Regions from separate parts of the Sus scrofa genome. Here all the other regions are linked to region 3. A link is a contact called in public Hi-C data. All regions are on one chromosome and are shown on one strand. The core of a region is the stretch at or near the end of the contact, and the rest is flanking DNA. Distances in the headings are between cores, read along the strand shown. Region 1 holds the start of PIK3R2 (phosphatidylinositol 3-kinase regulatory subunit beta). Region 2 holds the start of CCDC124 (coiled-coil domain-containing protein 124). Region 3 holds the start of GTPBP3 (tRNA modification GTPase GTPBP3, mitochondrial).

Region 1 (3,338 bases), core at 585-3,084, 700 kb before region 3:
TCAACTCAGAGATGGGCCCAAATCCCAATTTAGAATTCTCTGACTTACCGGCTAACCTTGGGCCAGTCCCTGCCCCTCTCTGGGCCTCAGTTTACCCTGCTGTAAAATGGTTGCAATAATAGCCCTCCCTCGGGGTTGGGAGCAGAGCTCCCAAGAATCTGCCCTGGCACACTGTATGCTCAGTAAAAAAGCTCTTCCTTGCCCTTGTTAGAGATGGGGAAACTGAGGCTCAGAGCAGGGAGGCCTTGGTTGGACCAGCCAATGGACCAGGAAGCCAGGACTCAACTCAGATCCGCCCAACCTCACAAGACCCACGTGGCCAAACAGTTATACCCAGAGCGGGGAGGGTGTGAGGGGGAGGATGCTCATGGCGCTGTGGGAGCTCTAAGAGGTTGGGCCAGCTGGACACAGAAAGAGGCAGCAGGGGCGAAAGAGGGTAGGAGAGGTCCAAGGCAGAGGCCCCGCACAGGCAAAGGCCTAGAGGTGAGTCCAAACAAATGGATCTGCAGGAGAGAAGGGGACAGGAGTCCTGACATGGCTCAGTTTGGGGGCCACAGGAGGTACTCAACACATGAGAGGATGGGTAGGAGGCCCAGAGGACCTTGTCCCCATGGAGCCAGCAAGGGGTACATGGGGGTGGGGCATGGCTGCTGCCAAGGGGGAGGCTGCTGGAAGGGCAATGATCACCTCCCAAGAGCCCTCAGTCTCAGGCAGACACAGCCCAGCACAGACATCCAATCTCAGCCCTGCAGGTTGAGTTCTCCTGAGAGGTTGGGGATGGTGGTGGGGAGGGGTGGTGTTTTCTGGAGGGCGGGTCCTCACAGAGGACAGGAGGGGGTATTAGCCAGAGGGAACAGTACATGCAAAGGCTTGACTGCAAGAAATGCTTGCCAAGAGTTCAGGGTGCCTTAAGGAAGCCTCAGAACACGCAAGGCCTCGAGTGCCAGACAGAGAGTCAGGCTTTATTCTTCGATCACGCGGAGCGGCAAGAGGTATCTGAGCACGGAGCAAAAGCTCTACATTCCAACTTACCTGTTCCCTGGCCCCTGTGCCCCCACTGTACAGGTGGGGAAACTGAGGCCCAGCGAGAGGGACGTCCAAGAAACCTCCTGAATCCGTTTGTCTGCCCGCCTCCGCGCCCTGGCGTGCACACGTTTGCACATGCCCCGGTGAGCACGCCTGGGAACCAGCGCTCCTCGAACCTCGAATCCAAGAGGCGGGGTGGAGGGGACAGTCCTGGCTGGGGGCTTGGAGGCTGGACACAGGGCCTGCGTGCTCATGCGTGTGAAGACGCACTTTTGAGCCTGCGTGGACCCCGCAGACCAGTCCAGGGGCCGGAAGTGGAGTCGACCCTCTACTGTCTTGCACCCTACTATGCCCCACACAATGCCTGGGCGCCCCTCATTACTACTCGACGCCCTACTCCTGGCAGGGCCTCTCTCAATTCAGGGCCGCGGCTCCAACCCTTTATCTCTGCCTAGGGTCTCCCGTACTGCCCCCATCGTCTTGTCTCGGATGATGCACCGCAGCCAGATCGAGCCTGAGGCCTCCCGCTCCCTGCGGCCCCCTGTTCCCGCGGGGCCCGATGCAGCCCGGCTTGCGTTCTGGCTTCAACCGTGGCCCCACGCTCTGCTTGGGCGCCCTGCATTTAAGCGCACCCTTTGCCCGGCCTGCCACGCGGACCAGCCTGGACTTACCTGGTCGCGGCCGCCTCCGCCGCCGCCGCGGCAGCCGTCACGCCGAGCCGAGCCCGATCCGTGGCTACACCGCGGCCGCCGTCGCCGCAGCCGCGGGATCCCCGCCGCCGCCGCCGCCGCCGCCGCCGCCGCCGCCGCCGCCGCCGCGGTTCCGATCGGTCGGGCCCGCCTCCGGCGGAAACAGCCGAGTGTATTCGGGTAAGGCGGGTGAAACGAAGCGGAGGCGGAGGCTGGGGACACCCGAGTGCTTCCGGAAAGAGCCGAACGTACTCCCGCGGGACTGGAGGGTACGGGGGTGTTTGCCCCGGGATAACCGATCACTTCCGGAAATAACCGAGCACAATCGGGTCAGGTGAGCGACCCGAGCTCGGGTTGGCTAGGCTCGGCTGCTCTCAGAGAAGACCGAGCGATTCCGGAAATGGCCCGAGCGCGCTCTAGCTGGACTAGCCGAACAGGGGATGGGCCTGGAGACTTCGGAAAGTTTGTCAAGAACCAAGTGTGTTCGGTCCCAAATGAGGCCCTAGGAACTTAGATCCAAAGGCACCTTCCTGAAACTGTCGAAGCATGGACATCTCCAAAGGGCGGGTGAGGTGGCCCCAAATTCAAGAAACTGGAGGTGGCGGAGATGGGGGAAGGGGCTAGCCACAGAAACCTGAGCTTTTCAGGAAACAAGCTGATGGCCCAGAAGAAGCCGGGGTTGAAATCTGAGGTCTTCACGGTAGCCCAGAGGATCCGGGAACAGCTGAATCAACTCGCCGGTAGGGATAACTAACCCAGTGCCTGCCCAGATGCCCAGGCTGTTTCCGGAAATAGCCAAGACACTCGGAATCGGGAGGCGTGGCCAAGGGTTTCCGACCCTACGGGTTACTTCGGAGGTAACCGAAGGCACTCGGGCTGGTCTGGGTTCCGAAGGGGGTGAGGAGAATTGTAGGGGACAGCCCAAGCAAAGACTAATATAAAAAGGACACAGATGGTTTATTTATTGCCACAGCTTCGGGGCCCCAGACGAAGCCCTGAAGGACAGAGCCTCTGATGGGTACTCTGATGGGTACACGGAGAGGGCAGCTCAATGATGAACTCCCAGCAGCCTTCAAAACCCACTTCAAGTGACTTTGAGCCACGGGTCTGTTTTCATCCCGCCTCCACCCCACTCTTCCCTTACCCTTTTCTTGGCCCCTCACAAATCCAGACATTGGACCTCCTTTTTGTAAATGTGGGCTTTTATTCACTGTCAGCTCCGGGGTGGAAGGCGGGAGCAAGTCATGCACAGCCTTGGTCTAGCTCCAACACTAGGTGGTGCTGCATGGGTGTCTCCAGAAGGAATGCAGACTGGGCTGCAGTGCCTGGAAAGTGCCCTCACCACGTAGGACACAGAGATCTTGCTAACAACCCACAAATGGGAGAAAGGGAGGCTCTGAGGTGCCCAGTGGGTCACTTAGCATCACAGGGGAGAGAGCTGGAATCTGCTCTGACATTAGATCCAAGCTCCAGAGAGACAGAGCCTGGCTGCATGACTCTCACCAGGCAATCATGGGACAAATCTCTGCCTCTCCCCAGACCTTAGTTATTTGTCTGTAAAATGAGGATGAGAACACCACTTCTAGCCTTCTTAAGGCTGGCTGAGGGAGAAGCCACGAGTAA
Region 2 (3,142 bases), core at 194-2,693, 520 kb before region 3:
GCAGGTTCAATCGCTAGCCTCGCTCAGTGGGTTAAGGATCCAGTGTTTGCTGTGAGCTGTGGTGAAGGTTGCAGACGTGACTCAGATCTGGTGTTGCTGTGGCTGTGATGTAGGCTGTAGCTCCAACCTGACCCCTAGGCTGGGAACCTCCATATGCCACAGGTTCGGCCCTAAAAAAAAAAAGGAAGAGAAAAAAGACACCAGAGCTCACTCTCTCCACCATGTGAGGACACAGTGAGAAGATGGCCGTTTGCAAGTCAGGAAGAGAGCCTGCACTGGGAACAAACCTTGAATTTAGCCTTCCCAGCCTGCACAATTGTGAGCAAATACGTTTCTGTTGTTTAAGCCACCCAGTCTGTAGTATTTTGTTATGGCAGCTGGTGCTAACTAATACAGTTTTTCTTCTTTGTTCGATAAATGCTCTCTCACACACTTTGTCATTCAGTAAACACGCACCGAGCACCTAGCATTACGTGTGGGATGCTGGGGAAAGGCATTGCTGATGGGCTTCCTGATTTAATGGAATTCCCAGGCTGGCTGAGAGACAGACAATAAGAATGGTAACTCAAGATCAGAGCTGTGGTGGGGACAAGCAGGTGCTAGGGAAGCTGGGAGGGGGCTTCCGACCTGTCTGTGGAGAGGTGGGAAGGGCGTGTCAGAGGGCTTCCTGGAGGAGACAGCTAAGAAAAGGCCTGAGGGAGTGGGGAGCCCCAAGCCCCCAGAAGTGTGGGGGAGCCAGGCTGGGAAAGGGGGATTTGTATTCCAGGGTTTGGGGAAGGTGCGGAGGGCGTCAGAGCCCTCTGGGCTTGGTGAGGAGGTGAACTGGATGAGTGAGACAGAAGCAGGGAGCTCAAGCAGGGGGTCTGGCTAAGCAGGGGTTAGTTAGGAGGGAGTCAAGAACCACGTGGTTGAGCGGTTGTGAAAGTAAGAGAGAGAATAAAAGATGAAACTCAACGCTGCCTCCTCCAAGAAGTCCTCCAGATACCTCTTCTGGGCTCCCCCAGACCGTCATCCTCTTCCCAGTCCTGACCCCATTACAAGAAGCCAGGGACGTCTGTACTCAGCACTGTTACCCCAAGTTTGTAAGCTGCTGAGGGAAGGGCTGGAGCTAGGTGGCCTAGAACAGAACACTGTCTCTCTGGGTCTCAATCGCCCGCTCAGGGAAATGGGGATAGCCTCCGCGGGAGCCCTGGAGCCTGGGGACCAGAGGTGCCCCCGTCTCTGAGCACCCCATCTCCAGCCCTTCCAGATGGGTGGTCCCAGACCCAGCAGCCTCGCGGGGCCCACCCGCACCCCGCCCCTCGGCTCCGCCCGCGCCGCCACTGTTCCTACCTCCTTCCCCCGGCGCCGGCCCGGTCGCGCCTCTGTGACGTCACCGAGGGGGGCCTGCGCTCAGAGCCCCGGGCGGCGCGCGCTGATTATGTCAGAGCTCCGTCGCCATCTTGGTAGAGAAAATACTGCCCTGGTCTCCAGTCCAAGTCCAGGAAGTTAGCCGTTTCTTTGTCTCTTCAGGGAGCGAATATTGTATAAACGCTCCTCCCCTGCGCTTACTTCAGATATTAACAAGTCAGGAGAGAAGATTAAAAGCTACAATCTAAAGCATTGCCTTTACCAAGATGGCCGTTGTCCAGATGAAAAATGGTTCCCTCGGCTTCACACGTGAGTTTAGTGGCCTCAGCCAGGAGTTGCTTGGCCGCCAGGGCGCGCCGGAACCCGCGGTCTACGCGTGGTTGGTTGATCCCCTTATCCAGAGGAAGCCTCTCAGGCAGGCTCTTCGCTGTCGCAGTCGCTTTGTGCTTTGAAGACTCTCATCTAGCCCACATTTTTTTGCCTCCCTTGTGCGAAGCTTAAAGTGGGAGGGAGCAGATTAAAGGGACAGAAATTAAAACACTCTGCGCTTTCCAGGTTCAGAGAACAGAAATTGAATTTGGGAGTTCCCGTCGTGGCGCAGTGGTTAACGAATCCGACTAGGAACCATGAGGTTGCGGGTTCGGTCCCTGCGCTTGCTCAGTGGGTTAACGATCCGGCGTTGCCGTGAGCTGTGGTGTAGGTTGCAGACTCGGCTCGGATCCCGCGTTGCTGTGGCTCTGGCGTAGGCCGGTGGCTACAGCTCCGATTGGATCCCTAGCCTGGGAACCTCCATATGCCGAGGGAGCGGCCCAAGAAATAGCAAAAAAGACAAAAAAAAAAAAAAAAAAAGAAATTGAATTTGACCAAAGTAATGGAAAGACTCAAATTCCTCCGGGACCATTCTCCTGGATTGCTATCACCCCCCCCACCCCGCTTTGTTTTGTTTTGTTTGTTTATGGCAGCGTCCAGGGCATACGGAGATTCCAGGCCAGGGATCAGACTGGCCACACAGCAGTGACCTGAGCCACAGCAGTGACAGTGCTGGATCCTTAACCCGCTGAGTCACCGAGGGAATTCCACATATCTTGCTCTTTTATTTTATTCAGCAATAGGTTTGGGGGGCCTCTTTGTCCAGGGCACCTGTATTTGTGCATTCACTAAGCCTCAGGGTCCTTCTCTGTAAAAATGGTTATATTAGGGGTCTGAGGATGACTGTACTGGGCCTGGCTGTAGGAAGAGAAGCAGGGCATGGATTTGGGGGCAGTTTAGGCAGGACAAGTTGACCACAGAGTTTGTTCTCCCGAAGGCAACCCCAGTGACACCTCAGGGACCTAAATTGGATCCGTGTATCTCCCCTGCTCTCAAGCCCCAAGTGGATCCCTACTGGCCTGCAAGACTGACCTCACCTCCCATTCCTCCTCATCCCCATTCTTTCTCAGCTCCAACCACATCAGCCTCCTTTCTCAAAATGCCAGATGAAGTCCCGCCTCAGGGAATTGGTCAGTGCTATTCCCCCTGCCCCTAGCTTTTTCCATGAATGACCCCTTCATTTTCTTCAGGACTTTGACCAGATATCCCTTCCTAAGAAGGACCTTACCTGGCCTCCCCAGGAGTTGGTGCCCCACCCCGGCCCTCTTTTTATTTCCTTCATAGCATCAGCCATTCACCTGGAACGATATTTGAGAAGAAGGCACTCAACATGAACATTTTATTGTTGTTCAGTATAGGGTGGGGAATGGAGGAGCCAAAGGCAACACCTAATTAAGCTTCTACTGGTAAAGAGCCAGTCTTT
Region 3 (3,043 bases), core at 540-3,039:
TCTACCTCCCTGGCCCCTTGCTCACCCCTAAAAGCTCAGTACCCCAGCTCCTAGTATACCCCCTGCCCCGGGCCCCGCCCCCCTGCCCACGCACTGAGCAGGTTCACCAGGCTGCTCTTGCCGGCATTAGGAGGTCCAGCAACCACTACGTGCGCCCCTGAGCGAAGCCTCTGTCCACGCCTGGCATCTCGAAGGTGTGTGCCCAATGCCACCTCTAGCTCCCGCACTTCGCTGTCAGCTGTAGATGGAAGAAAGCAGGAGGGAGAGTAAGGGGGTCTCTAAGGGCTGAGATGCCAGATGTCCCCACCTCCCACCCCCAGGCAGACCCACCTTGATCCAGGACGCCCTCCTCTAGGTTGTCATCCTCACCAAAATCAATATAGGCCTCCACATGGGCCAGAGCCTGAAAGAGGTGAGTTTGGGTAGTGTGATCACCCAGGAACCCACCCCCCAGTGTGCCCAGGTCTGGCCCGGCCCAAGGTGCCCGACTGGGCTCACAGGAAGCTCTCATGCAGGTTAGACAGGCAAGTGATGAGCAAATGGTGTACTTGCCCTAGTGAGGGTCTCTGCCCAGCCTTGGCAGAGGTGGCCCAGCTCCCCGTCCAGCTGCCTCAAGGCCTGCCGCCGCTGCGCCTCAGTTTCTGCATGGATCAGATCTGCCAGCCCCTCTACCTCAGTCAGGCTCAGCTTCCCATGGGCGAATGCCCTCCTGGTGAACTCGCCTGCCTCTGCTGGCCGCAGCCCTGGCACACTGCCTGCAGGAAGGTTCAGGGTCCTAAGCCCCTTTTGGTTCCTATCCAGGCCCACTGGTATATAGCCACACCTTAAACCCAAGGCTGCAGACTCACCCAGGGCCTGCAGGACACCACTCACCACAGCTGGGCCTCCATGCACATGGAACTCCGCGCAATCCTCACCGGTGAAACTCTGGGGACCTAGTATGGTGAGGAGATAGGTGTCAGGAGGATACCACCTGGGTAAAAGTCCGGAAGGAGGAAGTTGGGTCATAGAAGCTATATGAGGTTGCAGATCTGAAGTCCCTCACCTGGAAACCAAAGCACCAGCGCGCGGTCCAAAGGCTCCCCAGAGCAGGGGTCGCTGAGGAGGCGCAGGCAGGCTTTGCGGGCCGGGGGTAAGTCCCGGGGCGCCGTAAGGCTCCGGAGGGCGTGCCCGCTGGCTGGGCCGCTGGTTCTAATGACAGCGATGCCGCAGCGGCCTTGGCCAGAGCTCAGTGCGAAGATAGTGGACCCGGGACCCAGGGCCGGGGCGCCACTGCTCTGGCGCGGGCACGGCCTGGAACTGGAAGAGGAGGAGAGTCAGTGTTCTGAGAAACTCTGCCGCCAGAGTGGCAGGTGGATCGAAGGCTAGATGGTCAGGAGATGCCCCAAGTGTAAGTTCTGCGGCCGGGGGGATGAAAAGATTGGAAGGTTTGAGGCCGTAAGATGACTGAATAGAGATGTCTGAGAGAAGTTGATCCACATGTGGGCTCTGCGGCAGGGGGATGGACAGAGCCTTGGAAGAAGACCAAAAATACGGCTCTGCCAAAGGGAACTGGACCTCCAGATCCTAGGGAGAGGATCTGGGCCCCAAGCAGCGCCCTACGCCGTCACACCCCCTCCCCCAAGTGAGAAGCCCCACCTGAGAGGCCCACGTGCCGCCCGGGCTACCAGGGTCCATAGTACCCGCCACATGGATTCACAATCAGCGACCAGCCTTGGCAGCGCCCAGCCGGGGCTAGCCCCGCCCACCTCGCGGCGTGATCCGTAAAGGGCTCAACAATTCTCGGTTACCATTGGGCCCCGTAGAAGACGTACCGCCCACCCACTGAAGATCTTAGCTTCTATTGGCTGATTCCAGGAAAGGACAGGGTGCTAGCACTCCGGGTGCAGCTAAATGGTGTTCCCCCTGCAACATTAGACAGAATTTTTGGGATCCTAGAGCAGCAGGGATCTGAGATACCGGAAAAGAGGGTGGGGGTAAGAACAGGGCTTGGCTTAGGGCGGTGGGAATTATGGAGAAGAAAGGATTTGAGTCCCGTTTGGCCACTACATAGCCTTAGGCGAAGCAAGAGCATCTCAGTGACCGGGAGAGAATTCCGGGGAACCTATGCACTGACCCTGGGAAAATCTTGTCCATACTTCTGGGAAGATTTCTAGTTTTCTCGGAACTCTACAGTTCTCACCCCTCCCTAGATTTCCTCCCGCTGTCTCCATGGCCTCGTATACCCTTCTTCCTCTGACAAGCTCAGCCTCAGTGCCTAGCTCCAAGGTCCCCTTTGCCAGGAAGCTTCCCTAGAACCCCCAGCACAGTCCTCTCGCCCCTCTGGGCTACTCTGGCCCAGGTCTGCTGCTGCAGAGTTGAGTGTTCGGTTGGTCTATGGCTCCCCGAAAGCCAGAGGGGAGTCTCAGAGATTACTTTCAGGTTAACCCAGGACAGCGGCGGCTGATGGAATAAAGCGCAGATGGTGGAATTCCAGGCACCGGACGGGTGGGATCTCAGCAGGACGCTTTCGCACGACTAATTCTCTGGTTCTAGGACGGAGCGGGAGGGCGGCGCTCATATACTTTGGGAAGACGAACAGGATACAGGTCTAAAGACCCCATGCCTCGCTCTGCTCAATTTTTTCATTTGTAAAGAAGGGCAAACGATGACATTCGCCGTCTCCGAGTTCTGTCTGTCGAAAGTATACATCAAGTGCCTACTGTGTGAGAACAGAATTTGCCTGGGACTCTGCGCGCGCTGGCTTTTCAGTCTAATGGAGGAGGCCATTCAGGGTGGTCGGGAGGTCCAAGTGACAGGCAAAATACAGGGCACTCAGTTAAATGTGAATTTCAGATAAACAATGAGTAACGTTTTAGTGTAACTATATCCCATGCAATACTTGGGACATACTGAAAATTTATTCATTTATCCGAAATTCACATTTAACTAGGAGGACTGTAATATTATTATTGTTGTTGTTGCTTTTTAGGGCCGCACCCGCGGCATATGGAGATTCCTGGGCTAGGTGTCGAATCGGAGTTACAGCTGCCAGGCTATGCCA

The links. Hi-C and Micro-C count contacts between places; a contact is called where the count stands out from the background.
Region 1: a contact with region 3 is called in a Hi-C map of liver, with 6 times the contacts expected there. The contact joins the promoter of PIK3R2 here to the promoter of GTPBP3 in region 3. A contact is called at or near these places in 2 of 47 Hi-C or Micro-C datasets (liver and skeletal muscle).
Region 2: a Hi-C map of liver shows a contact between it and region 3, with 5 times the contacts expected there. The contact joins the promoter of CCDC124 here to the promoter of GTPBP3 in region 3. A contact is called at or near these places in 1 of 47 Hi-C or Micro-C datasets (liver) and 1 of 2 datasets of contacts at active chromatin or transcription factors (alveolar macrophages).

Annotation. Positions count from the first base shown.
Region 1 is chr2:59,650,241-59,653,578 of Sscrofa11.1, forward strand. It overlaps PIK3R2 (phosphatidylinositol 3-kinase regulatory subunit beta), which reads right to left and starts at 1,835. Exons shown (of 16, transcript XM_021083506.1): 1 at 1,698-1,835. It overlaps MAST3 (microtubule-associated serine/threonine-protein kinase 3), which reads right to left. Exons shown (of 28, transcript XM_021083495.1): 28 at 2,660-3,338.
Region 2 is chr2:59,830,118-59,833,259 of Sscrofa11.1, forward strand. CCDC124 (coiled-coil domain-containing protein 124) reads right to left here and starts at 1,444. Exons shown (of 5, transcript XM_005654904.3): 1 at 1,333-1,444.
Region 3 is chr2:60,353,614-60,356,656 of Sscrofa11.1, forward strand. It overlaps GTPBP3 (tRNA modification GTPase GTPBP3, mitochondrial), which reads right to left and starts at 1,790. Exons shown (of 8, transcript XM_021083561.1): 1 at 1,639-1,790; 2 at 1,046-1,299; 3 at 553-935; 4 at 331-403; 5 at 95-238. The coding sequence starts at 1,691.